Linked DNA regions of Mus musculus: all the other regions are linked to region 5. Evidence: chromatin contacts called from public HiChIP or PLAC-seq, Micro-C and promoter capture Hi-C data. All regions are on one chromosome and are shown on one strand. Each heading gives the region's core, a stretch centred on a gene start, on an enhancer-like site or on the middle of the called end of the contact. The rest is flanking DNA. Distances are from core to core; before and after follow the strand shown. Region 1 holds the start of Wsb1 (WD repeat and SOCS box-containing 1). Region 2 overlaps Gm30561 (a long non-coding RNA gene). Region 3 has its middle 16 kb from the start of Gm30413. Region 4 overlaps Gm30470 (a long non-coding RNA gene). Region 5 holds the start of Lyrm9 (LYR motif containing 9). Region 6 overlaps Gm30413 (a long non-coding RNA gene). Region 7 holds the start of Aldoc (aldolase C, fructose-bisphosphate).

Region 1 (3,618 bases), core at 98-2,597, 430 kb after region 5:
ATTTCACGACCAGAAAGGAAGTGTGACAGTGCCTTGTTAAAGAGGGTAGTAGCTCAGTTATAGCCTGACCTGGAACTCTTCACACACTCATGGAGTCCTGCCCCTACCTTTAGCATGGACATGAAAATCCAATTGACAAAACTGTAAAGTCAGTGTCTACTGACGATAATTTTGTTCAACGAATGTCATCCAATGGGCTCAAAGGTGACTCCTTTGAGAGAATTTAAATAATGCTAAGTGCTTTAAAGGGGCCAACGGGCAGGTCTGGCCCACGCCCTTCCACTCCCCATTGTCCAGGCTTCAGCCAGACGCGTGACAGGTCTAGCCACGGCTACATCCTCTGTACAATAGCCCTCCTTCAGCCATTCCACCTATTCTCACGGCTCCTTCCACCCCCACCCCCCCGTGTAGGTGGGCAACATATTCCCTCCTTAGAACCCTTCACTTTCATAACGCCATCCTTTAAAAAACACTAAAACTTTTTTTTCTACGCCGCTGACACCTCTCCAGGTCCCTTTCTCAATAGAGTACCGGACATACAGATGCTGCTGTTCCTGCTGCGCCTCAAAAAACACAAAAGTTCACAACTTCTTCCCACCAAAGAGAGCCTAGGATAGACCACTTAGCCTATGCTAGTAACTCTCCAGGTCCATTCGATATCCAAGACACAGCCGGGAGAATCCCAGGACGTCCGATCCGCACCCCAGCTGTGATGGTGTCACTAGGGTTTGCCCGGCGCTGAGCAAACTCGGGAGGCCCGCTCTGGGTCCATTCACTCCCGGCCGACGCCCATCGCGGGACCGCTTCCTCCCGCCACGCAGCGTCAGTCCTTGCTCCTCTCCATTTCTCCGGAGCCCGGGCATCCGGTCCCCCGCGCTCGTGGGCCTTGGCATCGGACTTCCCCGTTCTCCCATCCCCCACCCCCGTTTTCCCCCCGGGCCCCGGAGCCAGCCCCTTCACGCTCTGCCGGTAGACCCCGCGCTCCCCCTCCATCCCGAGCCTCACCGATCTCTTTCTCGTTAACCCTCGGGGGAAAGCTGGCCATCTATGGGGCACCGTCTGATTCCGGGAACTCGATTCGGACGCGACAACAGAGAAGGGACTCAGCGGGGGCTGAGGGGCGTGACGCGGGCTCAGGCTCTCCCGGGTGTGGAGACTGCAGAGAGAGCGCGGGCGGCCGCTGCGGCTTCTGCGGACTGCCCGGAGGAAATCACCGGAATGCCTGGAACAAAGCCACCGGGTCACACTCAGACAAAAGAGCCGGCGCGCCTTCCACTCACAGACTCACACAGCCCGCCAATGCTTCCGCCGCCAAACCAGACACTGAGACAAGATGGCGGGCGGCACTGATAATATCTGGGAGGCGGGGTGTAGTGGGTGACGTCAGACCATCAGGCCCCGCCCCTCGACGCAGGGGACGTGATGGTCTGGATTCACGGACGGGCGTGAGCCCTCAAAGCGCGACCTGCGGGCATTTTCGAAGTCGAAGGCTCATTGCCAAGGGCAAGCCCGGGATTATATAATGCACGTGACCGAACCGGAAAGGGCAAAGTAGACGTTTCACGTGCTTAATCCCTTTTAGCTACGTCTCTGGCTCCTTAGTACCTGGGAAGTGAAGGTTGCGCTGAAGAAAGATATGATGGAAACTAGCATAGTGGTGTCCAATTGGTCAGGACAGAACAAACTGGTTTTAGGAAAGACTCAGTTGATGAAGGAGACCCAGGGTGATGGGCACCTCTGAGGCCTCCCCAAGACTGCCTCTGTTCTAATTGGTCCCTAAAGTCAGGTCTCCTGAAGAGCTGGCCAATATGACCTCTACCTCAGAATCTGCCCTTCTTCCACAGAAGTTGAGGTCTCTAGGAAGCAGCTAGCTATTCCACATCATTGTTTGGGTGTGCCCCACATCTCAATCTAAGTACCATCTATAAATGATGTCATTGCATTTTAGTGGCCCTTGCGGGACTCTTTCTTCCAAAGGATAACAGATAACGGCTTAGATTTTCTCAGATACTCCTGGAAGACAGAATTGCCCAGCATAACTTTAGATCTCAAACACCATAGGTAGTGCATGTACTGTGTGCATGTCCCTTTGCCCAAGGTAGAAATTCTTAAGATCATGATGATTAATAGAAATAAATCATCCCCTTCTTTAAAAAAAATTACTTGGTTACTGCTTGACAATATGTTTGTCCAGAACTTCATGCACGGCAATGGTGCTGCCTGACGAACAGTAGAAGGAAAAAGAAAATTCAATCTTGTCAAATACAGACCATTATTGTCCCCTAATGTTTTTAGCTTATTTATTTATTATGTGTGTATGAGATATGTGCATGTTTTTGAGTCTTTTTTTTTTTTTGAGAGTTCATGTGTCTTAAATGCTTCTGTGTGAATGCAGGCATTCAGAGGTCAGATGACATCCTAGGATATGAGTCCTCACCTCCCACCTTTCCTGAGACAGGGTCTCTCATGATTTCAGTGCTTGTATACCATGCTAGCTGGCCCTGTAACTTCCCGACTCCCTGACAGCCCTGTTAGAGTGAAGGGATTGTAGAGTAGTAGTCTGTAATCTCCTGCCTTCTGCTTTAACCTGGGTTCTGGGCTTTCGAACGGTCAGGTTTGCATTTTCACCTCTGAGCCATCTTCCCAGCTATTTTTTTTTTGAGTTTTCATACAAAAATATGCAGATTTCACAAACTTGCAGGGCTGGAGGAGGGGGGTATAGCTCAGTTAGTAAAATATTTGTCTAGTATACAGGAACCATGGAGTCCAGCTCCAGTTCCTCAGAAACCTAAAGCAAATGGTACATGCTCGAAAGCCCAGCTCTTGGCAAGCAAAGGCACAAGAATCAAGAACTTAAGATCACTTCTGCTATATAGCAAGTATGAGGCCAACCTGGCTCCAAGACTCTTATCTTCAAACAATCTGGAAGGCTTCAGGAATTCGTGAGTCAGCCTTGCTCGGGAGTTATGCTGATTTGTTTGGTTGTTGGTTTGGTTTGGTTTTTTGAGACAGGGTTTCTTTGTGTAGCCCCAGCTGTCTTGGAATAGCTCTGTAGACCAGGTTGGCCTTGAACTCCAAGAGATTTGCCTGCCTCTGCCTCCCAAGCACTGGGATTAAAGGTGTGTGTCACCACTGCTGAGCTGACACTGTTGTTTAGTACAGACATTGCCCAAGTGAGCACCCTGTTAATATTTTTTGGCTAACTGCTGTAACTCCCAACTAATTACACTACACCATAGAAATCCATGGAAAATAACCATTCTTGAGAGCCTGCTTGTGAGTTATATTTTCTTACCTTTCTTTTCATTATTTTGCTTGTGAAGTATTTGAAGGACTTTTTCACAGAATTGTTTAACTCCCACTTAATGTGAGTAGCCTATAGATGCCTTGAAGATTTTCTTAACTACAAAGTGTGACCAGTAAAATGAAAAATAATTGTCTCATTTGTGTGCCCATTGGTGATTATACCTAATATTTGTAGGGTCATGTTACGTTGTGGGCATTGGGGTGCATCAGTGCTTCATTAATTAACCATTTAACATTCGTGACAAAGCGAGGAGCTCACTTGCCATTGGGAAGGTCAACATGGTTAATATAACAGGCTCTAAAATCATCTAG
Region 2 (3,961 bases), core at 1,196-3,695, 480 kb after region 5:
TGTCCTCAGAGTATACCCTTTCCTGTCACATGATGGCCTTCAGACAGAGCCAGTCGTCTAGGGTGGTCTGACCGCTGCTAATGCAGAGGCAGCCCGCACCTTTCTTTTCCTGGATGCTCCGTTCAGTCCAGGCCTTCCCTGCGGCTGTTGGCACCCACACCCTCCAGCTGACTCACGCTGGTCCCCTTGGCATCTGGGCTGCTAAATTCTTTTTCACATTTGCTCCTGCACAGCTGCATCTCCCCCAGCTTTAGATTTTAGGTCCCCCACCCCACTTGGTTTTGTTTTTTCAAAAATATACCCAGATGTTCTGAAATTCAATAATTTGATCTGTGCAGGCTGCTAAACTCAACTCTGGGTTGTTGTCAGACGTGGAGGCACGCGTGGAAGCACTGAGTGCCTCCAAACAAATAAGAAATAAACTCCACTTTTGAACAGGCCCTGGAAACAGAAAGCCTCTTGTCACTCGCTCGAAGGCCATTGTGGTTAGGAGTGATTCAGACTGCCGGCGGCTCCCGCCCACCCTCAGTATCTCAGGGGCCAGTCTGGGGTCTGAAGACGCCTGCTATGAAGCAAGGGCCGGGGTGCCTCTGGCTGGCCACTTCAGGGGAGCCGAGTGTAGAGGAAGGAAATTGGAAGAGGATGTTTGTCTGGTTCCCTGTGGCTCCCACCTTCCCCTTCAGAGAGAATCAGGCCATTGTCTAGGTGAACCACTTGGCTTGTTTTCCTTCTCAAACTCCAGCTCCAGAGCAAGATTTCTCTCTGCTCTCCTTCCACGGAAAAATGACCACAGGAAGAGCCTAAGCTGCTCTTGCCAAAGGTCCAGGCTCTGATCCCTGCTCAAGTCTCTGCCTCCCCAGCACCACCACCCAGCCACGCACCGCCCCCCCACCCCCGCTCTTAACAGAAAATATAAAAGACAAGCTTAGCTTACCAGGGTCCCATCAAAATCAGCATGGATTAATTTTTGCATCATTTTTGCATTCATTTATGCATATATCCATTCACTCAGCTTGCATGTATTGAGTACCTACTGTGTGCCAGCATTGTTTTAGACACTGGTGATCTAAATAGGAAAGACACAGTCCTTGACCTCTAGAGGCTACAGTTCCGGGAGGAAGCCTGGCAGGATGAGAGGCCGCACAAACCGACATGGAAATATACAAATGTCCTTAACCCAGCCAGGGGGCTATCAGTAAAGGCTTCCCAGGAAGGGTACCTTGATTTTAAAAGTATAATAGAAGTTGGCCACAGGAAATAATGATTATTAGCACATCTTCAGTGTAGCACGCCCTGCGGTAAAATTTTACATGTGAGTGATTTCACTTGAATCATCACACACCAAGAAGGAGGGAGGCACTGTGATTATCCCAGCTTCACAAATGACTTAGAAAGGTCAGCCGGCTTACGGTTTTCAGCTGAGAACAAAGAGCAGAAGTGAGAGTTAGCACCGGGCTTTCCTGATTCTAGCCTGCTCTCATACTCAGGGCTGCCTTAGAAGTTGTGCAGGTTACACATTGCACGGCTTCAGGGCTGGACCTTTCCTTGTCAATGTGTTATACCTGGGTGTAAGCATCCAGAAAGAAAAGCCCTCCTTTGCAAAAGTAGGAGCGAAGGACTGTAATCAGGGAACCAGCTGTCCAGTGCAGCCTGGCCAGGGGCCGACCTTTCCTGAATAGGGAACCCCACTGAACCCACTGTGGTGGCTTTGCAGTGTGGAACTGGCTTGATAGCCTGGGGCAAGCTCTCAGCCAGGTGTATGTGTTTCCCATCTGAGTCATACATAAAACAAAAGGCCCCAGGTCTCTACTAAGTGTCCTTTCAATGGTCAACCTGTATTTGGCTTCCAGCAGCTGGCTGTCTAGTGACTCTGCTCACTGACCTTCTCATGACTTGGCCTGAAGGGAGACACAAATGTAGCAGGTGAGTGTCAGGAGGCCAGGGAAATGCCACAGAGGCAGGAAGTGTCTATGCTACACTGTGACAAAGTAGTTTTACCTGTGAGGAATAAGAAGATGACCCTAGGGGCAAGATGAGATTCCATCACTCAGGTGTCCAGCTGTGCATCCCGGATACCACCTGCAACCCCAGCTCTGCCTGGATGTGGAAAGGGATTGCATCACTCACTGGCTTGCTGGTCTCCAGACTCGTGCAAGCCCCTGGTTCAGAGAAGAGAGAGAGAGAGAGAGAGAGAGAGAGAGAGAGAGAGAGAGAGAGAGAGAGAGTCTCCCTTAGGAAGAGTAGGTGGAGAGTGACAAGAGGTCAGCTAATTCCCTCTTCTGCCTCCATGCATGTTATGTGCAAGTACATGTGTGCGTGCACACACACGCACACATACACACACATATACTCACACACAAAAAAAGTTAAATCTTTGAAAAGGGGAGAGAGACTGGTGAGATGATCCCATGGTTAAAAGTGTTTTCAGCAAAGCCTGAGGGCCTGACTTCTAACCCTGGAACCCAGAAATAGAATGAAGAGACTCACATGTGTCACCCCAGCACTTCTATGGCTAGATGGATGGTGGAGACTGGAGGCTCAGCAGGGAGCTCAGAGGCCAAGGAGCCTGGAATGTGCAGATTGACAGAAACAACTTCACCAAGGTGCAAGAACCAACTCCCCAAAGTTGTCTGACCTACACTCACACACACACAGACACACAGACACACCCACACATACCATAAATACATATAGACACATAAAAATAAATTTTTTTTTAGCTAGTTGCAGTTGGTGCCTGTGTCTCATTCTCCGGAAGGGAAGCTTAGGAAGAGGATGACCTTAGAGGCCAGCCTGGGCTACATAACATAGGATAACCTGGGTTACATATTAATTCTGTTAGGATTGTCTCAACACCCTCCCCGGGGGTGGGGGAAGGGATGCTTGACTGGATGTGCATTGGAGAAGCACTTACAGAAGGTTTGTGAGTTGGAGGCTAGCCCAGGGCTACATAGCAGGTTCCAGACCAACTTGGTATATAGGAAGACCCTGTCTTCAAAAGAAAAAAAAAAGTTTTTGTTTTTGTTTTTCTCTGGTTCTGGACCCACATACTCAGGTAAGAACAGTTCTTCCCAGCTTAAAACCTGGAAGTTTGAATGCACAACCAGGAGGCATGGGAGTCCCCAGGATCCCAATTAGGAAGTCCTCTTCAATGGTGGTCAAAGAAAATGTCACCTTCTCCAATGAAAATGACTGGTGCTTTTAAATCATTGTAAGTGACAAGCTTTCTCTGATATCAGCAACGAAACTAAAGCAAGCCCTGCCTAGTGACTGGAGCAGGCCGGAGGGGACTCACCCTGTGGTGACCAGCATTTGTCCATGTTTATGGCTACTTAGCACCCGAGCTGTCCCTCAGAGTCTGGGAAGAGTTTGGCTGCAAGAAGGGGACTCCCTTGTGTTCTGCTCCTCCAGCTTCTGTGTCTTGCACATGTTTTTGTGGCTGTAGTGGTCACAGTAGCTCTCTTCAATGTACTGCCCCTCCCCCTCATTCTCCTCCTTTCCCTTCTTCTCTCTCTTTTCCTGGGGATAGGACACAAGGCTTTGCACAGGCTAACAAGTCCCCAGCACGGAGCTCCATCCTCAGCTCTTACAGTATCAACCAGAGTCTCCATACTGTACCCTCTCTCTGTCTTTATTTTAAACATTTAAAGATGTTTATTTTGATTTATGTACATGTGTGTGTGTGAACCACATGTATGTCTGCAGGTGCCCATGGAGGCCGAAAGAGGGTGATCGGGAACTGGAGTTTATATGAGGTTGTTAGTGGACTAATGGGGGTGCTGCGATCTGAACTCTGGTCACTTCTCTGGCTTCTGGCAAATTGTTGGTATCTTTATAGTTGCCTTTCTGTTTTTCAGGAATGAGTTGTTTTAAAACCAGGAATTGATTGTGCACACATTTTGGAACACACAGCCCCAAACTGAGTTCTAGGTGAATACCAGGGTGAATGTAGTCTGGACAC
Region 3 (4,195 bases), core at 145-2,644, 380 kb after region 5:
ACCCAACGTCCACCTACATCAGGATGAACGCATCACAGTGTAGTTGCATTATGGGATGTCATCCGGCCCAGCTTTTTACACTGTGGATTGGGTCTCACACACACAACATGCATGCTTTGCACCGCACATGTCTGAAGGAACCTCAACTCAGAGTCATGATCACCGTGGGTTACGGCCGCTTACAACTGCGCTCTGCCCTGTGGAAACAATGGTCTCATTAGTAAAAAACGGAGACTCAGTATTTCCCTGTCGTCATTCTTCAGTGGTAAGCATCCCATGGATGTATCTTTGGATTCTCTTGTGTTTGAACCTTTGGTTTTAAAAATTGCTGTTTGGAGGCCAGAGTGGTGGCTAAGTGCTTAAGCGCACTTGCTGTTCTTATAGAGAACCCGGCTAGGCCCACATGGTGGTTTTTAATCATCTGCAGCTCCAGTTTCAGGGAATCTGATACCTTCTTCTGACCTCCATGGGCACAACTCGTGTGTGCACAGATATATGTGCAAGTAAAACAGCCATAAATATAAAAATCAAACTAAGTAAATCTTTAAAGGACAGACAGATGGACAAGTGGGCTAGCAGGAGCCATGTCAGCTTTAGAGCAGCGATGCCAGGACCCAGCTGTGTGGACACAGGCCCTGAAAAGAAGCAGGAGTATCCTCTTGAGGAGGCGACGCATGTTCAGTGACCAAAGAAGAAACCCAGGGTGTAGACAGATGGGGTATGGCCACAGAGCTGATGAGAAGCAACTGGGATATATTCTGAAAGTAAAGGCAGCTGAATTTGCCGATGTGTTGGGTGTGGCAAATGAATCCAAGAAAAGAAGAACCAAGAAGGAGACGGTTATGGTGATGCAGAAATCCCAGTGCCTGGGAGGTGAAGGTTGAGGGTGGCAAATTTAGCTATACTGGGCTACATGCTGAGACTTGTTTGTTTGTTTGTTTGTTTGTTTGTTTAAAGAGGAAAAGAAAAAAGGAAAGGAGGGAGGAAGTGAGGAAGAAAGAGAAGGAGGGAGGGAAGGAGGGAGAGAGGAGAGTAAAAAGAGGAAAGGAAAGAAAGAAGAGAGGCAAGATAACGGTGATAATGAGAGTGTCGGTATGAGGGCTAATCTAAGAAACTGGGAGGCTGGACCTGCCACTTCCCGAGACAGGACAGCGTTCTGGGGAAGGTATGGGGGAGAGGAGAGTACAGAAGTTTGGGGCTGGACCTGTTAGTTTGAGATGCCTCTTGGATTTCCAGATGGAGATTTTGAGGTGGCAGAGTATAGACCTTGTGGAGAAGCCAGGGTCTGGGAGCCTGGCCATGAACTTGAAGCTCTTTTGGGATGGCTGGCAGGACCTCCTGGTAGAGCTCCCTGGGACCTTGAGACTCCGGTAGCATCCTGGTGTCCATCATGTCATCCAACCCCCAAGATAAAGGATGGTCCCACTGACCCCACCTCCTGGCGTCCACATGCACAGAATCCCCCCACCCTCATCTTCCATCCCCCGAAATCACAGAGCAACAGAACACAGCTGATCCACAGGACAGGCCATTGCAGAAATGCTGGCTTGGGAAGGCCGAGGTTAGGTCGTGGCAGATGTCCTGGCTGTTGCTTGCTCATCATAATCATCCTCGAGCAGTTGTGTGGAGAACATAAGAGCTGAGCCGCCTACCACAGGTGACTACAGTAATGGCCTTTCTCATTGCTGTGAGCAAATACCTAACAGAGGCAATTTAAGGATGAATGCTTTGGATTCATTCATGGTTTGCGAGGGTACTGTCTATCAGAGAAGCTACGCCACGAGCTCCTGATGCCGGGGACGGAACTCCCGCTGTCTTGTCTTCTCTGATGATTTCATGGTTGACTGGGGACTAGAAGGGGAAACCCCACACTTTCCATAGGCCTTCCAGTTCCTTTTTGCGAAACTCTGTGACAAAACTTTATCTGTAGCACCCTTTCCAGGGCCATCAAGAAGACAAAAACAAGCCGGTCAGTGGTGGCAAAAGCCTTTAATCCCAGCACTTGGGAGGCAGAGGCAGGCGGATTTCTGAGTTTGAGGCCAGCCTGGTCTACAGAGTGAGTTTCAAGACAGCCAGGGCTATATAGAGAAATCCTGTCTCGAAAAACAAAAGGAGAAGAAGAAGAAGAAGAAGGAGAAGGAGGAGGAGGAGGAGGAGGAGGAGGAGGAGGAGGAGGAGAAGGAGAAGGAGAAGGAGAAGGAGAAGGAGAAGGAGAAGGAGAAGGAGAAGGAGAAGGAGAAGGAGAAGGAGAAGGAGAAGGAGAAGGAGAAGGAGAAGGAGAAGGAGAAGGAGAAGGAGAAGGAGAAGAAGAAGAAGAAGAAGAAGAAGAAGAAGAAGAAGAAGAAGAAGAAGAAGAAGAAGAAGAAGAAGAAGACAAAAAAACAGGAGTAAGTTAGTGTCTGAGAGAGACTGTCACACAGCAGGGGTTTCCAGTGACTGTGGTGTGGGAGGCAAAACTTCTGTGTACCTTAGAGATTCTCATCTCTTTTGATATCTTCAACTTCTTTATGAACAGGAGCCATTTAGACAGTCCCCACACCTTGAATTCCCCAGTGTGACCAGAGGAAGTTGGGTCAAGGCTAGGAGGTGAGGAAGCTGTCAGAGAAGTTTCCAGAAGAAAGAAAAGAGTTCCGTCCCACTGCGGTCTTTGCGATGGATATCTGTTCATTCATTTAGCTATGCATATGTGTGTCTTCCTTGATGTATGTATGTGCACCACCTTTATGCTGTGCCCAGGAGGCCAAAAGAGTGACAGGTGGTTGTGAGTTACCCTGTGGGACAGAAGCGGAATTCAGGAAGGGCTCTTAACCACTGAACCATCCCATCAGCCCCACCTCCATGCCTCATTAGTTAGTTAGTAACCAGGACAGTGTTATACACTCTTCTAAGCACAGTCTAAGCTCTTCTCAAAGGCCAATGATCCTTTATTAAGTAGCTACTGTATCAGTGTGAGCACCTGGGTGATTCTATTCAGTTCCCCCAGCAGCTTTGCAAAGCTGAGGTGGTGTCCTCCTCCTCAGCTGAGGAAGCTCTCACTCAGGCCGCTCACCCTAAGTGAATGGTCAGAGCAGCTAGACCTGGGTAGATTTTGTTAGCTATCAAAGCCCATGGTTTCAGGAATGCTAGAAATCCTGCCAGGGCTGAGGACAGGAAGGCTTGGCATTGGGAAGCTGAAGTTAAGAGGTGACCTTCAGCCTTCAGGGCTTTCAAGGTCCTTCCACACGTCATAAGAAGGTTTCCAGGACCCCAGGGGTCGTCTGGTCACTCCTCCCAACTTCCTTCGTGTTAAAGATGAAGCAGCTCGGATTCTAGATGCTAGAGCGTTTATCTGGTACTCCAGGTGGCTCCTTCATTACTCAACACTCCTTCAGAGGACAATCTTGTGCTTTACTAAGAAGCACTGCCTGGTTCTTGATCTGCAGCTACCCAGAGAGCTTGGATATTCTCCAAACACAGACTCCAGGCCAGGCATTGCATACGTGTTATCTTGTAATAACTCCAAGAACCAAATATTTTCATTCTCATTGTTTGGGTAATTTTTATTTATTTACGTGTCTGTGTGTGTCTGTCTGTCTGTCTCTGTATGTGTGCCTGTGTGTCTGTACGTGTTCCAGGTACAGGCATAAGTCTGAGAAATCTTCTGGATTTCTGGTGTTGGGTGCTCTGGAACTTGGGCTCTAAGTAGTTGTGAACTGCCTGATGTGGGTGCTGGAAACCAAACTCAGGTCAGCTGCTCCCCTCCCCCAAAAAAATCAGCAAGTGCTCTAACCACTGAACAATCTTTCCAGCCATTTCATTCCCATTTTTAAGCCGAAGAAATTGCAGTTCAAAGAAGTCAAGAGTTTGATGAAATAGGATTTTAACTCAGATAATCCCATGTGGGCAAAGCTCTCTCGATACACTGCTTTATGGCACGAGGAGCAATTGGGTTACCTATAGCACAGGATTAGGTCAAAGCTATCCTGTTCTTCCTGGTGAAACTCAGAACAGACAGCTGTGATGTTTTAGGTCACTAAGGAGCACATGCTTTTCCCATGATGCTCTGCTCTCAGAGCACAACACCAACAGGGTAGGAAGGAGTGGTTTCAGAGACACTTCTGCTTTGTGCCAAAACGTTGGGGTCCATCTAATCCATATACACATTTATCAATGAGCCCGGTTATGCTACACACACACTCCAGACAGAGCCATGCTC
Region 4 (4,032 bases), core at 1,082-3,581, 400 kb after region 5:
TGGCCAAACAACTGGCTGTGCCTCTTTCTGACCCCTTAGGACTTTCCCTTCCCCTCTGGCCACTTCTTTCCTGACTTGGCTTTTTCAGACAATCCTCACAATTTGAGTCATATCTGCCAATCATCTGGACTACTACCGCTGCTGCTGCTATTACTACTACTACTACTGCTACTACTACTACTACTACTACTACTACTACTACTACTACTATTCTCACAGTGACAGACCTCCTTAGCCCCACTCTTGTCCTGTTCTGCCCCAGCCAGCACTCCCATCTAGCTGTTCCCTCATCTGACCCACCTGCTCAAGTCTGAGGCTAGCCCCTCCTAGTTGTGGTCAGGGCCTGGCACCTGTGAAGTACCTCAGCTCACAGCCACTTGCTTACTGTATAGACCAGACTGACTCACAGAGATCCACCTGCCTCTGCCTTCTGAGTGCTGGTACTACAAGTGCGCACCGCCAAGCCCAGTTTATGGGATGCTGAGGATACTAGAGCTTCATGCATTCTATTGAGCTCCAGTTTCGGCCCTGAACTTGCTTTCACACATTTTGGTTGGTCCTCATTGTAATTTCCAGGAAGGTCTCACAGATGCCCAGGAAGGTCTCACAGATGCTCAGAAAGGTCTCACAGATGCTCAGAAAGGTCTCACAGATGCTCTGGCTCCCAACTTTCCTCATCCTCCCTTCCCCTTGACAGCCTGTTTCTGCCATCTTTTATTCTTGGCAGTACATATAACATTCTACTGACTTTTAAATTGCATGTAAGATGCAATGACTGGTTTTGTTGGTTTTGTTTTGAAGACCGCGTCTTCTGTAGCCTAGGCTGGCCTAGACTCCTGAGTACTGGCTTTCCTATGAAATTCTAGACACTGCTGACTTTTATCCACATCACTGTAGCTAATGTGTCATTTTAGTGTGTGACAGCTGAGAGATTTATGTTTGTTTTTTGTTTTCAAAGTTTTACTTGGAGTTCAGATTATCTCCAATTTTCTTTTTTGTTTTTCCTTTCCCTTCTTCTCCTTTTCCTCCTCCTTCTCTTCTTCCTCCTCTTTTTCATCATCATCCTCTTCCTCCTCCTCTGATTTTTCAAGACAGAGTTTTCCCAGCCACCCTGGAACTTGCTCAGTAGACCAGATTAGCCTCTGCCTCCCAAGCGCTGGGATTAAAGGTGTGCGCCACCACACTTGGCTTGCCTCCAACTTCTTATCCTTTTGCCTTAGTCTCTTGAATGCTGGGATTTTTTTGTTTGTTTGTCTTGTTTTGATTTTGAATGCTGGAATTACAGTTATATGCTACCACATCCATGAGGATTTTTGAAAACCATGCTGATTACAAAATATATCTTAGTTTCAGTTAAAATGTGATGGTGGAAGGGGCCTGGAGAGATGGCTCTTATTTCTCTTTCAGGGAATCCCAGTTAGGTTCACAATACCTGTGTCAGATGACTCACAACTGCCTGTAATTCCAGCTTCAGAGGGTTGGGTGCCCCCTTAGGACTTCTGAGAGCACCCACTTGCATATGGCTTGCTTGTCTCACACACCACACACACATACACACTCTCACACACAAATCTTAGCTGAGTACTTGTAGTGCACATCTTTAACCCAGCACTTGGGAGGAGGAGGAGGAGGTAGAGGCAGAGGCAGAGGCAGAGGCAGAGGCAGAGGCAGAGGCAGAGGCAGGTGGATCTCTGAGTTTGTGACCAGCCTGGTTTACAAAGTGAGTTCCAGGACAGCCAGTGCTACACAGAGAAACCCTGTCTCAAACCTCTCACCAAATGAATAATTTTTTAATGTAAAGGATGGTTTTATTTTGAGAGAGGGTCTCATTTACATCAGGGTGGCCTTGTCTTCACAAGCATTTGATATGGCGCCTGGCTTCTGGGAGAAGAATTAAAGTCTAACTTTCCTCAGGGTCATGTGACAAGCATGACTGAGCTTTGTTACTGATGACGATGCCGGCCCTGCCTTGTTCTGGATTTGGTCCACTCCATCAAGAGCATCTGTGAGCTGACACAGAGAACTTACATCCAGTCCATTCCAGCCTCGAGGACTCTGTCCAGGTCATCTCTGGACCAGTGAGGCCAATCTTGCTGGTACAAGAGGCTCCTGCGGCCTTGGTCAGGTGTTGATCAACGAGGGGAGTTTCGAGGCCAGCTTACTTCTTTTCTTGCCTTCAGCCCAGCCCAGCCCTGCAGAATCCTGCTACAGCCTGCTTGAGTTAGATTTGTCACATGGGCAATAAAAATGATTTGTTTGAGTGATATGTGTACCCAAGGACAGCAGAGCGGAGCAAAAACCTAGCCAAGCTCCGGTGTAATTTCCCTGGGCACCGAGCAAAGGGCAGGGACCACAGTCACTCTGTGTGGTTATTTCAATTGCCTCGTTATATTCAGGGGTAATCCTTGTTTGTTTTTGTTTTTTTTTTTCCACAATCCAGTGAAAAGGGTAGGGTGTGTTGGGGAAGGGTTAGCCTGACATCATGGCTGGCCTCCCCGGGAAAGGCGGGGAGGTGTTGGCAAAGACACAGCGGAGCCTGGCTGTTTTCTTCCTAGCATCCGCTCACAAGCATTATGAAGAAAAAACAGGAGTCTGCATTCAGCACCATCTTGGACCTTGAGATCATGTGACCGCCTCCACCTAGAGGAGGGAGTTAGCCTCATGGCTTGCACAGACATCAAAGGAAAACAATAAAACTTCCCAGAACTGCTGACCAGCAGCAGGAACAGTAAAATGCACCCGTGGTCAGTGCTCAACCAATGTTGGTAACACATGTCAAGTAGCTGCCAGGACTCAGCACTGCAGAAAGGAAGGAAGAGCCAATGCCACTTGTGTGGAGACATTATTACATCATTCAACAGCCAATTGAGCAGTCAGTCACAGGAGTCTTCCTCAGGATAGCAGCCTCAGTCACCATGTCAGCGACATCCTTTGGGCAGCCGTCTATGGAGTGTGGCATCTGGCCAAACTGCTATATGCACACCCTCTTGCTGGGAGCCAGATGGGACCGAGCCCAGCCAGCTTGGCTTTGGCCAAGCATTGAGCAGCATGACCCAGTTGAGGGATCTGCTTTCTCCACACAGCACAAGCTGGGTGCGTGGCCCCCAGGTCTCTCATCCAAACCTCCCAGCTCGGGCTATGTTCATGTCTGCCCAACCGGGACCGGGGGTCTGGTTCCTGATCAGTCCTTCTGACCCAAAAGCCAGGCGCCAGCAGCTCCCGTGAGAAGGCGACAGAATCTCCTCAGGTGTGAGGAATTTGGCTTCTAAACAAGGAATCAACATCTAAGAATGATTAACTTATTTGAAACAGGGCTTTATTCGAAAGTCCAAGGAGGGGGTGAAGAAATGAGATCGCGTAGGATTCCGTGGCAAGACGGCAGTGAGCTGGGGCAGCTTATCCGGCACCACCGAAGGGGCCTGACGAAATTGAAGAAAACAAAACAGGCTGAGAGAAAATAGAGGCAGCGGGGTGGGGTGGGATGGGGTGGGGTGAGGGGGCCACCTCTGACTTGTGGGTTTCCTGACCACTTTCCAGTTACTGCAGACCCTTGCAGCACAGAAGGCTCACACGAGTCGGCTGGTTCTCTGCCCAGCTCTACCAATATAATATAATATCATCCAAGAGGAAACCTGACCCCTCTGCAGAGGCAGGTATAATGGGGCGTGTCACGGACTTTCATGTTACCGTGGCCAAAGCTCCTGACGGAATCAACTTAAGGGACAAATATCCTGTGTCACTTGGTCCAGCAGGCAGAGAAGGCATGACGGTGGGAACACGAGGCCACAGTTGTTCACAAGGTGGCAGATTAGGAAGTAGAGCTAGGCCAGAGGTAGGGGTAGGTATAACCTCCACAACTCCCCTGCATTCAGTGACCGGGTTCCACCAAACAGACCCTACAACCTTTAGGGGTTACAACATTTAAAGTAACCCTCAAAACCAGCCTGTGGAGGGATTTTCAGGTTCAAACCTTATTAGTAGAGGAGCACACAGACAGAGTGGCTAGCTTTGTGTCTTAGCAGGACTTCTTCC
Region 5 (3,774 bases), core at 738-3,237:
ATTTCAGTGAATGCTTGGACTGGTAAGAATTCTTTAGTTTTACTACTGAAATGAAAAGAAATTTAAAGTTTCTGTCAAGTTAAAAAGAATCACTATTTCCTTATTCTTTTTTTGTTTTTTATTTTCTTCCTTCCTTTCTTCTTTCTTTTGTTTTGTTTTGTTTTATTTGTGTTTTTTTTTTTTTTTTTTTTTTTGCTTTTACAAGACAAAACAGCCCTGTTTCTCTGTGTAACAGCCCTGGGTGTCCTGGAACTCGATTTGTAGAGCAGCCTGGCCTCGAACTCACAGAGCTCCACCTGCCTCTGCCTCTGGAGTGTTTGGATTAAAGGTGTGCACCTCCTTGCCTGGCTTGGATTATTCTTAAATCCAAGTTCTCACTGTGACTCGGTAAAAGAAAGGGAGCTGCTATCCACATCTCTCCCTCAAGCTAAAAAATAAAAAAATTTCTTTTCTGTTCTTTCTCTTTTGTGCTGCCTAGCTGTCGACAAAGAGTTTTCGAGAAAGATAAATGTTGTGTCTCTGTAAAGACAGAAGTAACACAAGAGGCAGGAAGGTGGAGCCTTTCGGAGGTAGAGCTAACAGCTTGCTTCTTGAATATTTTATGACCTAGGTATTAGAATGAGGCTTCTGAAGCAGGAACACGGAGATCTAGGAACAAAAGAGGGGGACTGAGAGAACAGATTGAAATTTCTTAAAAATATGAAAGGATCTTAATGTTGTACGAGAGAGTGGATTGGTGTCCCAGCAGGTTGCTCCTAGTAAGGGCTCTAAAAGCGTAATGATTTATTGATTGGATCTGCACTAATGACATGCCGTGATTATGCATGGGTAAATAAAAAGGCTGATTTATGAGGGTGCATTCGGATCTTTCAGATACAGTTGGTCCAAGTCTACAGTTTGAAAATAAATGAAGGAAATTATCTGGGTATTCCAGGGGAAGAATCCTCCCACACAGATTTGAAGACGGGGTAGAGTGTTAGCTGAAGAGGAGGAAGGGGGTGCTTTGTGTGTGGGGGGGGTGCGGGAGGGAGACGGTGGCATTCTAGAGAGTTGAAGATGAATCAGAGAAAGGAAGTAGTTCTGTTAAGAAATAGCCCCTGCTTCCTAAGAGGAAGAAAAATAGACTTCCGAGTGCTGCTAAACAGCGATGTTTACTTTTAAAAAATGAAGAAAAAAGGCATTATAAGCAATTGTCTTGTTAAAGCAGCTACATGAGGAGCGTGTGTAAGGAAATCGGGCTTTTCATTATAGGTAGATTTTTTTTAAAGCCCCGAAGAGGAAAGATGAAGAGAAGCAATGTTATCCACCGGCGCCCTTGCTGCCTTTCAGACAGCGGCCCAGAGAAGCTAGAAGCCTCATTGAACAGGGCGTTTGTCTCATGAAAAAGACCTGTCTTTATTTCTTTCAGGATATAAAACTTGTGTTTAAATCAATTCAGAGAAGCATTCTGACTTTAAACATGCGCGAGTGGGGAGAACCCGTTTAATGAAACAGCATTATTTCATTTTCAAAAAATGATCCCGGCAGTAGCTGCAAGTTAAGATTCTTCATTCTCTCCCTCGATTATAATTATAGCAGAGTTGAAAGGAAGCGTGCCTATTACTGTCATATGTATTCTTCTGACAGGTGTTGTGGGACTGTAATTTGATCAAGTGACTCGAAATGAAGACTCCCTTCCAAACATAATTCCTGTCATCAACATAACAACAGGAAGGACACGTCCTTCAAGAAGACGTTTCACAGATCTTGAGCACCCCTAATATTCTCCATTCGTGGGAATATGAAGAAGAGCTTGCCATCAGAGTTTGTATCCAAGGTTGTAAGGGAGACAAGGAAAAGCGGGCCGTGGTTCCAGCCAACTGGGCGGGGTCGGATCAGGAAGCCCGCACCCAGTAGGACCCCGAGTCCCGCGGATGGCCGGCAGAGGGCGCTAGGGTACCAGGCGGGGGCGGGGCTGCGCTTGCTTCTGCCGCGCAGGCGCAATCGTGTCGCTCGCGGTGTCTCCAGTTGGCGTCCGCCGGGAAGGCGGGTGAGCCGCGCTGCGCGGGCCCTTGGGCGGGGACTCGGGGGGCGGCAGGGGCGGGCTGGGGATTACCGAGGCTGCCTGCAGGGCCGGGATATGTGGAAGCCCTGGGGGCGATCTGCGGGCTCTCCAGGCTTTCCCCTAGTGCCAGCGACACCTGTCGCAGCCATAGTTGCCGCGCCGCGGAGGAGCGTGGGAGGCCGGGATGCGGTGTCGGAGGACACGGGGAGCCAGGTCTCTGCCATGTGCTGCTGGCATCTGCACTCGGCTGGAGCAGCCTCCGTTCTATGGTTTTCAAAGAGGAGACGTGCTACTCTCACTCGGTCTGCAGGAACACCCTGTTACCAGGAGTATCTGGAATAATTTTGGTCTTTGCAATATGTAACCCTATCTGGCCTTGAACTCGTAATCCCCCTGCCCCAACTTCCCAGTAGTACTGTGATTCCCGGCCAGTGCTAAAGTGCACACGTTTAATAACATTTAGAATGTGCGCAGATGTGCATCTATGGCCACTGTTGATTTTAGAACATTTACCTTGAAAGAAAACCATCTACATTTGCTGGCAAAACCCCTCTCCAGTCTCGTCCTTTCTCTTTGCGCTAGGCAACCACTTAGCTGATTTCCATAGATTTTGTTAGTTCTGAACATTTCACAGAAATGGAATCAATCATATGCAGCCCCGGTTATTGGTTTCCTGCGTCTTTTATGCCTCATTCAAAGCACGCACGTGGTAGCATATGTAAGTGCTTCATTCGCTTTATTACAGAATAATTTTCCAATGTTTGCCTGGATCAGATTTTATCTCCCCATGTGCCCAGTGATGGCCCTTGGGACTCATTTGAAGTCCTTACTCTTACATACCTGTCTTCTGGGTATAAGGTGGGGGTGGGGGTGGGGGTGGGCCAAAGAAAGGGAAGGATAAAGTGTATATCCTTGGGTGGCACGTGGGATTTGGCCAGGAAGAAAGAGACTGATTAGCTTAGCTGCTAACTAGGAGCTAGGAACAGCTCCGTGGTAAAAAGGTTGCCAGGCATCGTCAAGCCCCAGGATTCATTTCCAGCATCCCCACCTCCCACAGGGATGGACCAAAAACTGGTTCTGAAGGGTGTGCCGGTGGGAATGTAGGGAGGCTGGCCTGACCTTGGCTGTGTGGGAGAGGGACGAGGGGAGGCAGGATTGCTGGAAGAACATAAATATGCCAGATGGAGCCCTAGGGTGGGCGGGGGCAGGGAGCTAACCATTCCTATTTTCAACTTTCTCCATCATGAAGATTAATTGCGTATTTAAAAAAAATGGCTGGTGCAGGCTTAATTTAGCTTTTATCAGTACTCAATTGGGCATAATTTCGGGTTATTTTCTGCAGTTCCATTATCTTTTTAAATGTATGACTCTTTTTCCAATTATTTTTAGGTGACCCGTGTTAGGACACAGGTTAGTGATAACGACAGTGAGCTTACCTGTGATTGGGTCTTTTCTTCTTAGCACCTGTGCCAGCATTGTCACCTGGCACCCAGGAAGTTCCCTTTATGCCCCCCGCCCCCACCAATAGGTCATGTTCTTTAAGCTTTATAAACTGGTTTTGTTTCAGTTTTTTTTTTAAAGATTTATTTATTATGTGTAAGTACACTGTAGTTGTCTTCAGACACACCAGAAGAGGGCATCCAGTCTTGGGACAGATGGTTGTGAGCCACCATGTGGTTGCTGGGATTTGAACTCAGGACCTCTGGAAGATCAGTCAGCGCTCTTAACTG
Region 6 (3,834 bases), core at 323-2,822, 360 kb after region 5:
ACTAGCGAGGCTGAGGACTGACATAGCTCAGAGGCTAGCCTGAGCTACATGACTGTTTCTTTTCTCTCCCTAACTCATCACTGAGTTGAGGAGCTGTAGATTTATCATCTTGATTTCTGTCAGTTGGGAAGATGGTGTTCTGAATGATTTAAGTGACTTCCCAGGGGTCTCATACAAATGGCTGATTTCAAACTTCAACCTAGGCCTTGGGAGCCCAAATGGCCTTGGAGCCACAATGCAGCCGTCAACCAGTGCAACCTCCGGAGGAGACAGCGGAAGGCAAAGGTGTCAGCACAGGGATGGATCTGCTGATCAAGATTGACTAAGATACTCACCTCTCCCAGTTTCACACCCTGGGGGAGGGCAGGACACACACACTCTCCTTTAACTTGGGTGGGGTTGGGGGTTGGATAGACCAAAGGTGTCTGACAAAGAACAACTTATCCCTGTTTTCTCTGACTGCTGACTGGCCCTCCCAGTTATGTGTGAGCTGACATATATTCACATGAACTTCCTTGAACATCAAGTGACACATGTCTTCAGGACAGAGTTCCCTGAGACAGGATGAGGGGCAGGGAGGCTCATGTGATTAAGGGTGATCAACAGGAGATCTGGAAGCCGAGCCAGGAGGATCACGAGTTCAGGGTCAACCTGAGTTTCGTGAGACATTGTACGACAAAAGAAACCATGGTGTCAGGTCTAGCAGATGAGCAAGCCAGCATGTGGGAACAAGCGCTGACTCAGTGAGCAGAGGGGCACACTCAGCCCTTCAAACTCTGATGCTGGCTAGACCCCTTAGGGGTTGGAGTTAGCCGGAAATGCTTCCTCCAGTCACCCCAACAGTTCTCAATTACTCTTTCTGCCTAGGTGACTAATTGTGCCAATGAAATCATTCCCTCGGGGCAGGTGGAAGGCCTCAGACCTCCTCTACTGTCCCAGGATTTTATCTCCAGCAGTGTGGTGTCAGCCTGCCCAGCCTGAACCAGGTACCAGGGACTTTTTTTTTTTTTCCTGGTGCAAACCTGGAGAAGGCTTTAGTGTCTAATCCTGGAAAGGCCAAAGATCAAAGGGGCTGTCCAACACAAGGAGAGCCATCTTTCTCTCAATCTGAGAGCAACTGCTTCTAAGGGCAGTCCATGTAAAAAGCAGGAAGAACGTCTATGTGGTAAGGTATGTTCCTGTAAGAATGCTGGTGGTCCCTGTGCCCCATGAGGCTGATCCACAGACACCCAGAGACACGCATCTGCATTCACACTTTAAAGCATCCTATTTTCCCAAGCCTCTGTTCCCGAAAAAGTTGCAGTAATCTGAGGTTCTCCAGCCCTAGCACAATTGCGGGTGTTTCCCCCCTTAATTACAGATGCATGCTGGGAGGAGGCCAATCTGGCGGTAAATGGAGCAAGGACTTGTCAGGGAGAAGGAAGATGAAAAGAAGGCTCCAGTCTCATGTTTTGCCAGAAGGAGAAGGAACACGGCGTCCTCGTGCTCACAGCTCTCATACTAAACTTAGCCAGCTCCCAGGGCTCCAGAGTTGGCAACTCAGCTCGTGGGGTCCTAATAAACAGCCATGGTGCAGTGACTCACAGACAGCAACCACGTGCGGGATGTAGCTGTTTTCAGCCAGCCTGTCTTAGAGCGGTGCTAGGCTGAGCCCCCCTTCACACGGCAAGCTCGAGGATGGGAAGGTGAGGACGAATGGATGTTATCTGAAGAGCCAGAGACGCCTCCAGGTCCCAGAGCCTGACACAGAGGAGAATAAGGCTCAATGCCTGAGGAGTAAGGAGACAGTTCTGTGAGGTCATACGGAGAGCGGATGAGCCGTCTTGAGGACTTCATGACCATCAGGGAACAAGGGAGACAGTGTCACATGGGAATTCTCTCTTCATGATAGCAGACAGGGGGTCAATAATAGAAGGTGGTTTCTAGGTGAATCCAGAGAATGTCCTTTTCCCTGGTGCTGATACGGTCAGGTTGCTCTGGTCAGACTGGGTCAAAGTTTATAACTGGTTCCAAGATCTAAGTCCCTGAAGGTGTGGATGGACTCTGGACTCATCAGCAGTCTGATAACTACATGTCAATCCACCTGTTGCCCCATCAATGGCAGCAGATGCTCGGCAGAGGCTGGGACATCTCAGAAGGAGGTAGACAGGGGCTTCCCGGGCTGAAAAGGTACCAAGAGTTCCTTAGGGAAGTCAGGAAGAGCTCGTCCGAGCAGCACATTGCAGCTGGTCTGAAAGCCAAGAAGATGGACACCCATACTAGGGAGTGAGGGACCCTAAAGGCTGGGGGCCAAAATGGGGCTACAATGACCTGATGCAAGCTTGCTCTGCATGGAGGGTGATCATCTGGCTCCTAGGGAAGTCACAGAGCCAAGTCAAGTGTTTCGCAGAGCATCCTAATGAAGGGGTTAGTCACATTCAAGAGGTCCCAAGGGAAGAACGAGGCTAATGAGAGGGGCCTACAGAAGTCTGTCCAAACAGAGCGGAGCTCGCTGATAGCACTACTAAACCTTTCCAGCAGTGTAGTTGGAGGTAGTGAGTCCCCCAGCAATGGGAGCCTTTAAGCAGATCACTAACCTTGTCTGCCCTCTGTGTCAGCTCCCCCTGAAGTCCTGTGGAAGGAAATATGCAGAAACTCAGCTTTGCTCTTCACAGGTGGCACTCAGAGACCAGAAAAGACTGAATACTGCGCCCAAGGTCACCAGAAAGCAGCAGGACCAGAAACAGCCTTGTCTGCTCCACCACCCAAGCTCTAGACTTCCCCATCTGGTTCCCCAATTGGTGTCCAGACTGGCACTATTTTTAACTGGTTCCCTTGGCCAGGATGGAGAATGACTACAGGCTGGGCTAGTGCTGGCTTCTGGAGCTCAGGTGAGGCTAGAAGGGAGCCAATGGCCTGTCCTTGCACCCAGACTTGTCATGTGTGGCTAAAGGAGGATTCGAGTGTGCCAATACAGTTACCCAGCCTGGTGTTGTCCCTGCACCTGTGAGGAGGGACTGTCACAGTGATGCAGGAATGTGCTCTGATGGTAGGGCTCTACCCAAAGGAAACCGTCTTGATTTCATCTAGGAAACATTCAAAATGCACAAGAGAATATTGTCCTCCAGGCCACTAGGGGGCTTCAGCTGAAGCACCATAGAACTTTGTTTTCTCTCTCTCTCTCTCTTCCTTCCTTCCTTCCTTCCTTTCTTCCTTTCTTCCCTCCCTCCCCACTCCTTCCTTCCTTCCTTCCTTCCTTCCTTCCTTCCTTTCTTTCTTTCTTTCTTTCTTTCTTTCTTTCTTTCTTTCTTTCTTTCTTTCTTTCTTTCTTGTTTTTGTTGTTTGTTTGTTTGTTTGTTTGTTTGTTTGAGACAGGGTTTCTCTGTATAGCCCTGGCTGTCCTGGAACTCACTTTGTAGACCAGGCTGGCCTCGAACTCAGAAATCCACCTGCCTCTGCCTCCCGAGTGCTGGGATTAAAGGCGTGTGCCACCATGCCCGGCTTATGAGCTTTGTTTTCTAAAGTAAATTTCTGCAAATATCTGCCCACATACAGCTAGGCAAGGCAGCTCACACCTGTAATCTCAGCATTTAGTCAGGGCAGACAGGAGGGTCAAGGGTTTACAGATAGACAGAGGAACATTAGACTTTGTCTGAAAAAAGGAGGGGCTGGTGAGATGGCTCTGACAGTAAATCCACTTGCTTCCAAGCTAACCACCCTAGTTTGATCCTTGGAACCCACATGATGGAAGGAGAAACCTGACTCCTTCAAATTGTACTCTCCACGCATGTGCCTCCCATGCTAAATAAATGGATATAATGAAAAAAAAAATGAATGCAATAAAGTCAGCCCAAA
Region 7 (4,116 bases), core at 1,471-3,970, 500 kb before region 5:
GCCTGGCAGAAATGAGTACTGTGTTACAAGAGCTTAAGAGCCTGTGTTCCCTGCTGCAAGAGTCTAAAGAGGAGGCCACTGGGGTCCTGCAGAGGGAAATGTAAGCGGTGTCAGTGTTAATGATGGGGAGTGATGAGAGCAGCCCTCATGCCAAGGGCAGAGCATGAGAATGATGCCAGATTCTCCTGCCCCCCCTCACCCCCCCCAGCTGTGAACTACACTCGAGACTACAGGCCCAAGAAGAAGAGCATCAGGAAGCCCTGAAGGCAAAGGAAGCAGACATGGAGAAGCTGAACCAGGCCTTGTGCTTGCTCCGCAAGGTGAAGGAGGGACCTTAAAGTGGGGCAATGAGGAACTGGGGCAGCTCCGCTGGCCCATTGGGACCCCCTTTCTAGGAATCTAGGTAGTGGGGGGGTTCCAACTACTGCTCTAGTTTTGCCCTTTTGGGGTCAGACACTTCCTATCTGAGAACTAGTACTGGGTTGACCTGTCTTCTCCAAGCAGACCCAGGAGAAAAGCCCAGAACTGAAGCAGAGTTCTGAAACCAAGACGTGCCATGCTTGACTTGGTCCTGAATAAGTGGACGGATATGAACGAGTCCCCGGGGCTGAGCATGGCTCGGGCATTCAGTCCTGTCTTCTGGCTGAAAAGAAGTGAGCCTTTCCTCAGTGCTTCTGTCCTTCTTCACAGAATGAGAAGGAGCTCCTGGAAGTGATACAGAAGCAGAACGAGAAGATCCTGGGGCAAATAGACAAGAGCGGCCAGCTCATAGTACGTTTCTCCTGATGCTATGGCCAGGTCTCTGCTTTTCCCACCTGATGGAGGAAGGAGAGAAAGAACCTCTGAGTACTGTTGGGTTATCTCCGTTACCCCTGAGTGCTGTTGGGTTACCTCTGCTCTTGTTCCCAGAACCTCAGAGAGGAGGTGACCCAGCTCACACAGTCACTTCGGCGTGCAGAGACAGAGACTAAAGTGCTCCAGGAAGCCCTGGAAGGCCAGCTAGATCCCAGCTGCCAGCTGATGGCTACTAACTGGATCCAGGAAAAAGTGTTTCTCTCACAGGAGGTAACACAGAGTTAACAAAGGAGCTGTACAAATAATGGGGACCCCACGCTATGCCCCTATTAACGTGGACATATTTATAGGTGAGCAAGCTGAGGGTTATGTTCCTGGAGATGAAAACTGAGAAGGAACAGCTGATGGACAAGTATCTGAGCCATGTAAGCAGTTCTGTTTCCTTCCACCACAGAAGCACCCTGCCATATATATTTCCTCTGTTCTCTCTAGCTGTGTTCTTTACGTGTAGGGTTCATGAAGCCTGTTTGCATTGTAGAGGCACATCCTGGAGGAGAATCTTCGGCGCTCTGACACAGAGTTAAAGAAACTCGATGACACAATTCAGCATGTCTATGAGGTAAAAGTGAAGGAGGTAGTGGGACCTGGCTGCCGGAGGGGCTGAGGAGCATGGCTCCGGTTCTCAGCCTGACTACTTTTTTTTTTTTTTAAAGATTTATTTATTTATTATATGAAAGTACACTGTAGCTGTCCTCTGAGGGAGTCAGATCTCATTACAGATGGTTGTGAGCCACCATGTGGCTGCTGGGACTTGAACTCAGGATCTTCGGAAGAACAGGCAGTGCTCCTAACCGCTGAGCCATCTCTCCAGCCCTCAGCCTGACTTCTTACAGTGGCTTCATTTTCACTTTTCCAGCATCACAGGCCAGGAGCTTTGGCTTCAGGCTTGTGATTCAGAACTGTTTTCTGTCTCTTCCCAGACTCTGTTGTCTATCCCAGAGACTATGAAGAGTTGCAAGGAGTTACAAGGATTGCTAGAATTTCTGAGCTAAGAAACTGAAAATATTGGAATGCAGTGGTGTGCACCTGTAGTTCCAGCTGCTCCAGACGCCAAAGTTGGAGTGCTGCCAAATCCCAGGAATTTGGGAACCTAACACAGACAACACAGCAAAAACCCTGAAAAATGAATTCCACTCCACTCCAGTTTCCTTCAGGGCTCTTTATCCCAACCCTTATCCCAATAATAAGACCAATTGGCATAGAGCCGACCATGTTTTATGTTATTTAAATAAAGTGTATTTAATGTAGTCCTTCCAGTCCACTGAATCTTATTTTGGGGGTAGGAGTGGGCAGATCAGCACTTCAGCCTAGGCACCCTTCACCACTTCCTGCTGCAGCTAAAGCCAAGGCTGACTGCTTTTCTTTGCTTGATTCTCTTCTTCTACCAACAAAAAAAGGGGGTGGGGGGGAGGGCAATGGACTGCCTGTTCCCTGGACCACTGCCTGGGGGGAACAGAAAAGACTCCATTCACTTACTTTCCCCATCCCCCTTGGGGGTAGGCACTGGTAAATATGGGGCAGAGCACAGAAACTCAATTCCATTATTCCATGTCTTGAAGTGGGGCACTGTTAGGTGGGCCTCTGCCCTACCTGCTGATGTTTAGAGATCTCTCCTCTAAACCAGGCTTAATCCCCAACATTCCACATAATGCCTTACACAGCAAAGGACTGATTGTGGTAGAGACAAACACAAGTCCATCTCTTCCCTCTAGGGCCCTGTTGGCAGGGTTCCATGATGTGGGAAGGGCATCGTCTCTAACAACCTTCCGGACCCTGGCAGAGGAATCACTCCACCTCACTACTCCACCTCTGAGGGCGTGGCCTTACCCTAGACCAGTCCTGGGGAGAGGGCGGGACCAGGACGGGAGGTATCTGTCACGCCCCCAGGGAGTCACGTAGCTCTGCGGCAAGTGCTGCCACCTTATTTACTCCAGCTTGGACCGAGCTAATCAGAGGAAAAGTGAGCTGTGCTGTGGCTCCCGCGGCTGACTGGCTGAGTGACTGGCTGAGTATAGGTAAGGTCTCCAAGCGAGCCTGAGATGCTCGCGTCCGGTTTGTCTTCCCATGCTGTCCTTGCCCTCTCCCTGGGACCCAAGTTCCTCTGCTTTCTGTGGTTTTGAAACCCCATGCATGGCTCAGGAAAACCGTGCTTCTCTTCTTCCTTCTAGTTCTCCTTTCCAGTTCCAAGTCATATGCCTCCAGGACTTTTTCATTGGGGTCAGTGCATTCCACCCAGGACATTTTAATCTCAGTCCATTTCTGGTTCTTCTAGGCTTGTCCTCTACTCTAGGGTATAGGCCCAGGAAGAGCATCAGGACCGGTTAGCTTGTATCACCATTACCCGTCTCACCTCTTCCAGGTCTCCTTCCTGCTTTTCCTGCATCTCTCCCTCTTTCCCATAATCCACTCACTCAGCCTTAATTCCTCGCCTCTGGGGTCTCTACTAGGAGGCTGAGTTGTGGGGAGCCAAGCCTCCCTATTTCCTGTGCCTCTTGCATATGAGGGAATGCCGGGTACTAGGGATGATCTGGTGATGTCTCTTTCCTGTCCTCTCATGTATGCTGATATTGCCTCTCTCCTACCATACTTGCAGCCCTGGGAGTCAATCTCCACCATAGGTAGGGGAGTAGGCAGTAGCAAAGGCAGTCAGGTTTTCAGTACCTGTACCACTGCTACTCCCTGCCCCCTGCCTTCCACTAGACTTGGGGAAGGATGCTGTAGGTTAAACGTCTCATTCACAAACCTTTGAGAAAAGTGATCCCCCCCCCCCCCCGCCTTAGGGACCCTTTTGAAGAAAAGAAAGGGGAAGCAGGAAAGCAAAAATCAGAAACAACAGGTTTTCTGTTTACCTCAGGAAGGGGCCAGATTCAGTGAAAGAAGAGCTGGCATTCTCAACCTGGCAGCAGTTTCCAGGAAGACCTGTGGCTTCAGGGCTGTCGCCTCCCATCCCCCACGCTGCATCTCTTCTGGAGCTGGGAAGGGTGCCCACCAGGAACAAAAGGAGATGTGGGAACTGGGGCCCTAACTCTGTTAGCTGTCAAAGAGATTGATACCACTTTGATGCCCAGGCTCCAGGCCAAAGGCTGCTCTCCTGCTCCCAGCCCCGTGCTGGGAAGCCTGTTTGGTTAGGAGAGGAAGTAGAAGGTCCTCGGAGTCTAGAGCTTATGTCTTCTCCATTCTAGACAACTGTCATCATGCCCCACTCATACCCAGCTCTTTCTGCTGAGCAGAAGAAGGAGTTGTCGGATATTGCTCTACGGA

What was found. Promoter capture Hi-C pulls out the DNA fragments that hold promoters and counts their contacts. HiChIP or PLAC-seq counts read pairs in DNA pulled down with a chosen protein or histone mark. A called contact is a pair of places that touch in the nucleus more often than the background predicts.
Region 1: an H3K4me3 HiChIP or PLAC-seq map of embryonic forebrain shows a contact between it and region 5, with 3 times the contacts expected there. The contact joins the promoter of Wsb1 here to the promoter of Lyrm9 in region 5. A contact is called at or near these places in 9 of 39 promoter capture datasets (the 3T3-L1 cell line, 3T3-L1-derived adipocytes, embryonic stem cells and 6 more), 6 of 115 datasets of contacts at active chromatin or transcription factors (cardiomyocytes, effector CD8 T cells, embryonic forebrain and 3 more) and 2 of 9 other capture datasets (adipose tissue and pancreatic islet).
Region 2: a Micro-C map of the G1E-ER4 cell line shows a contact between it and region 5. The contact joins the enhancer-like site here to the promoter of Lyrm9 in region 5. A contact is called at or near these places in 9 of 39 promoter capture datasets (the HPC-7 cell line, embryonic stem cells, hippocampal neurons and 4 more), 1 of 15 datasets of contacts at CTCF or cohesin (large pre-B cells), 8 of 484 Hi-C or Micro-C datasets (the 63-12 cell line, CD8 T cells, the G1E-ER4 cell line and 5 more), 3 of 115 datasets of contacts at active chromatin or transcription factors (the HPC-7 cell line and embryonic stem cells) and 2 of 9 other capture datasets (adipose tissue and embryonic stem cells).
Region 3: a contact with region 5 is called in a CTCF HiChIP or PLAC-seq map of the NIH/3T3 cell line, with 6 read pairs. The contact joins the enhancer-like site here to the promoter of Lyrm9 in region 5. A contact is called at or near these places in 7 of 39 promoter capture datasets (embryonic stem cells, frontonasal cranial neural crest, hippocampal neurons and 4 more), 4 of 15 datasets of contacts at CTCF or cohesin (the NIH/3T3 cell line, embryonic stem cells, pro-B cells and 1 more), 55 of 484 Hi-C or Micro-C datasets (the AML12 cell line, B cells, CD4 T cells and 30 more), 9 of 115 datasets of contacts at active chromatin or transcription factors (the SCID.adh cell line, T-cell acute lymphoblastic leukemia, bone marrow-derived dendritic cells and 6 more) and 3 of 9 other capture datasets (adipose tissue, embryonic stem cells and liver).
Region 4: a promoter capture Hi-C map of liver shows a contact between it and region 5, with 2.2 times the contacts expected there. The contact joins the enhancer-like site here to the promoter of Lyrm9 in region 5. A contact is called at or near these places in 13 of 39 promoter capture datasets (3T3-L1-derived adipocytes, the C10 cell line, the HPC-7 cell line and 7 more), 4 of 15 datasets of contacts at CTCF or cohesin (the NIH/3T3 cell line, embryonic stem cells, pro-B cells and 1 more), 27 of 484 Hi-C or Micro-C datasets (CD4 T cells, CD8 T cells, the G1E-ER4 cell line and 16 more), 9 of 115 datasets of contacts at active chromatin or transcription factors (the SCID.adh cell line, T-cell acute lymphoblastic leukemia, bone marrow-derived macrophages and 5 more) and 3 of 9 other capture datasets (adipose tissue, embryonic stem cells and liver).
Region 6: a contact with region 5 is called in a promoter capture Hi-C map of hippocampal neurons, with 2.8 times the contacts expected there. The contact joins the enhancer-like site here to the promoter of Lyrm9 in region 5. A contact is called at or near these places in 7 of 39 promoter capture datasets (embryonic stem cells, hippocampal neurons, liver and 3 more), 1 of 15 datasets of contacts at CTCF or cohesin (the NIH/3T3 cell line), 1 of 115 datasets of contacts at active chromatin or transcription factors (bone marrow-derived macrophages) and 1 of 9 other capture datasets (liver).
Region 7: an H3K4me3 HiChIP or PLAC-seq map of embryonic stem cells shows a contact between it and region 5, with 8 read pairs. The contact joins the promoter of Aldoc here to the promoter of Lyrm9 in region 5. A contact is called at or near these places in 1 of 484 Hi-C or Micro-C datasets (CD4 T cells), 1 of 115 datasets of contacts at active chromatin or transcription factors (embryonic stem cells) and 1 of 9 other capture datasets (adipose tissue).

Annotation. Positions count from the first base shown.
Region 1 is chr11:79,253,348-79,256,965 of GRCm38.p6, forward strand. Wsb1 (WD repeat and SOCS box-containing 1) reads right to left here and starts at 1,348. Exons shown (of 9, transcript NM_019653.3): 1 at 1,006-1,348. The coding sequence starts at 1,045.
Region 2 is chr11:79,306,621-79,310,581 of GRCm38.p6, forward strand. All of the region lies in intron 1 of Gm30561 (a long non-coding RNA gene), which reads left to right. Among named protein-coding and RNA genes, the nearest start is that of Gm30561, 3.1 kb to the left of the region's middle. Within about 2 kb of position 2,446, at least 5 of the 459 cell types and tissues checked have an H3K27ac peak or open chromatin away from gene starts, as enhancers often do. A contact at or near this core is called in the G1E-ER4 cell line and the HPC-7 cell line, where this site is marked.
Region 3 is chr11:79,206,052-79,210,246 of GRCm38.p6, forward strand. No RefSeq gene overlaps it. Among named protein-coding and RNA genes, the nearest start is that of Gm30413, 16 kb to the left of the region's middle. Within about 2 kb of position 1,395, at least 26 of the 459 cell types and tissues checked have an H3K27ac peak or open chromatin away from gene starts, as enhancers often do. A contact at or near this core is called in B cells, the CH12 cell line, Th1 cells and 5 more, where this site is marked.
Region 4 is chr11:79,227,105-79,231,136 of GRCm38.p6, forward strand. The region is part of intron 1 of Gm30470 (a long non-coding RNA gene); the gene reads left to right. Among named protein-coding and RNA genes, the nearest start is that of Gm30470, 4.4 kb to the left of the region's middle. Within about 2 kb of position 2,332, at least 52 of the 459 cell types and tissues checked have an H3K27ac peak or open chromatin away from gene starts, as enhancers often do. A contact at or near this core is called in the HPC-7 cell line, kidney, liver and 3 more, where this site is marked.
Region 5 is chr11:78,824,608-78,828,381 of GRCm38.p6, forward strand. Lyrm9 (LYR motif containing 9) reads left to right here and starts at 1,988. Exons shown (of 4, transcript NM_001076681.2): 1 at 1,988-2,029.
Region 6 is chr11:79,181,584-79,185,417 of GRCm38.p6, forward strand. Gm30413 (a long non-coding RNA gene) reads right to left here. Exons shown (of 4, transcript XR_388876.3): 3 at 2,577-2,611; 4 at 1,942-2,161. Among named protein-coding and RNA genes, the nearest start is that of Gm30413, 8.9 kb to the right of the region's middle. Within about 2 kb of position 1,573, at least 32 of the 459 cell types and tissues checked have an H3K27ac peak or open chromatin away from gene starts, as enhancers often do. A contact at or near this core is called in hippocampal neurons, where this site is marked.
Region 7 is chr11:78,320,353-78,324,468 of GRCm38.p6, forward strand. Aldoc (aldolase C, fructose-bisphosphate) reads left to right here and starts at 2,721. Exons shown (of 9, transcript NM_001303423.1): 1 at 2,721-2,870; 2 at 4,038-4,116. The coding sequence starts at 4,050. Spag5 (sperm associated antigen 5) reads left to right here. Exons shown (of 24, transcript NM_017407.3): 18 at 1-100; 19 at 209-320; 20 at 691-771; 21 at 910-1,065; 22 at 1,146-1,220; 23 at 1,334-1,414; 24 at 1,776-2,105. The coding sequence ends at 1,847.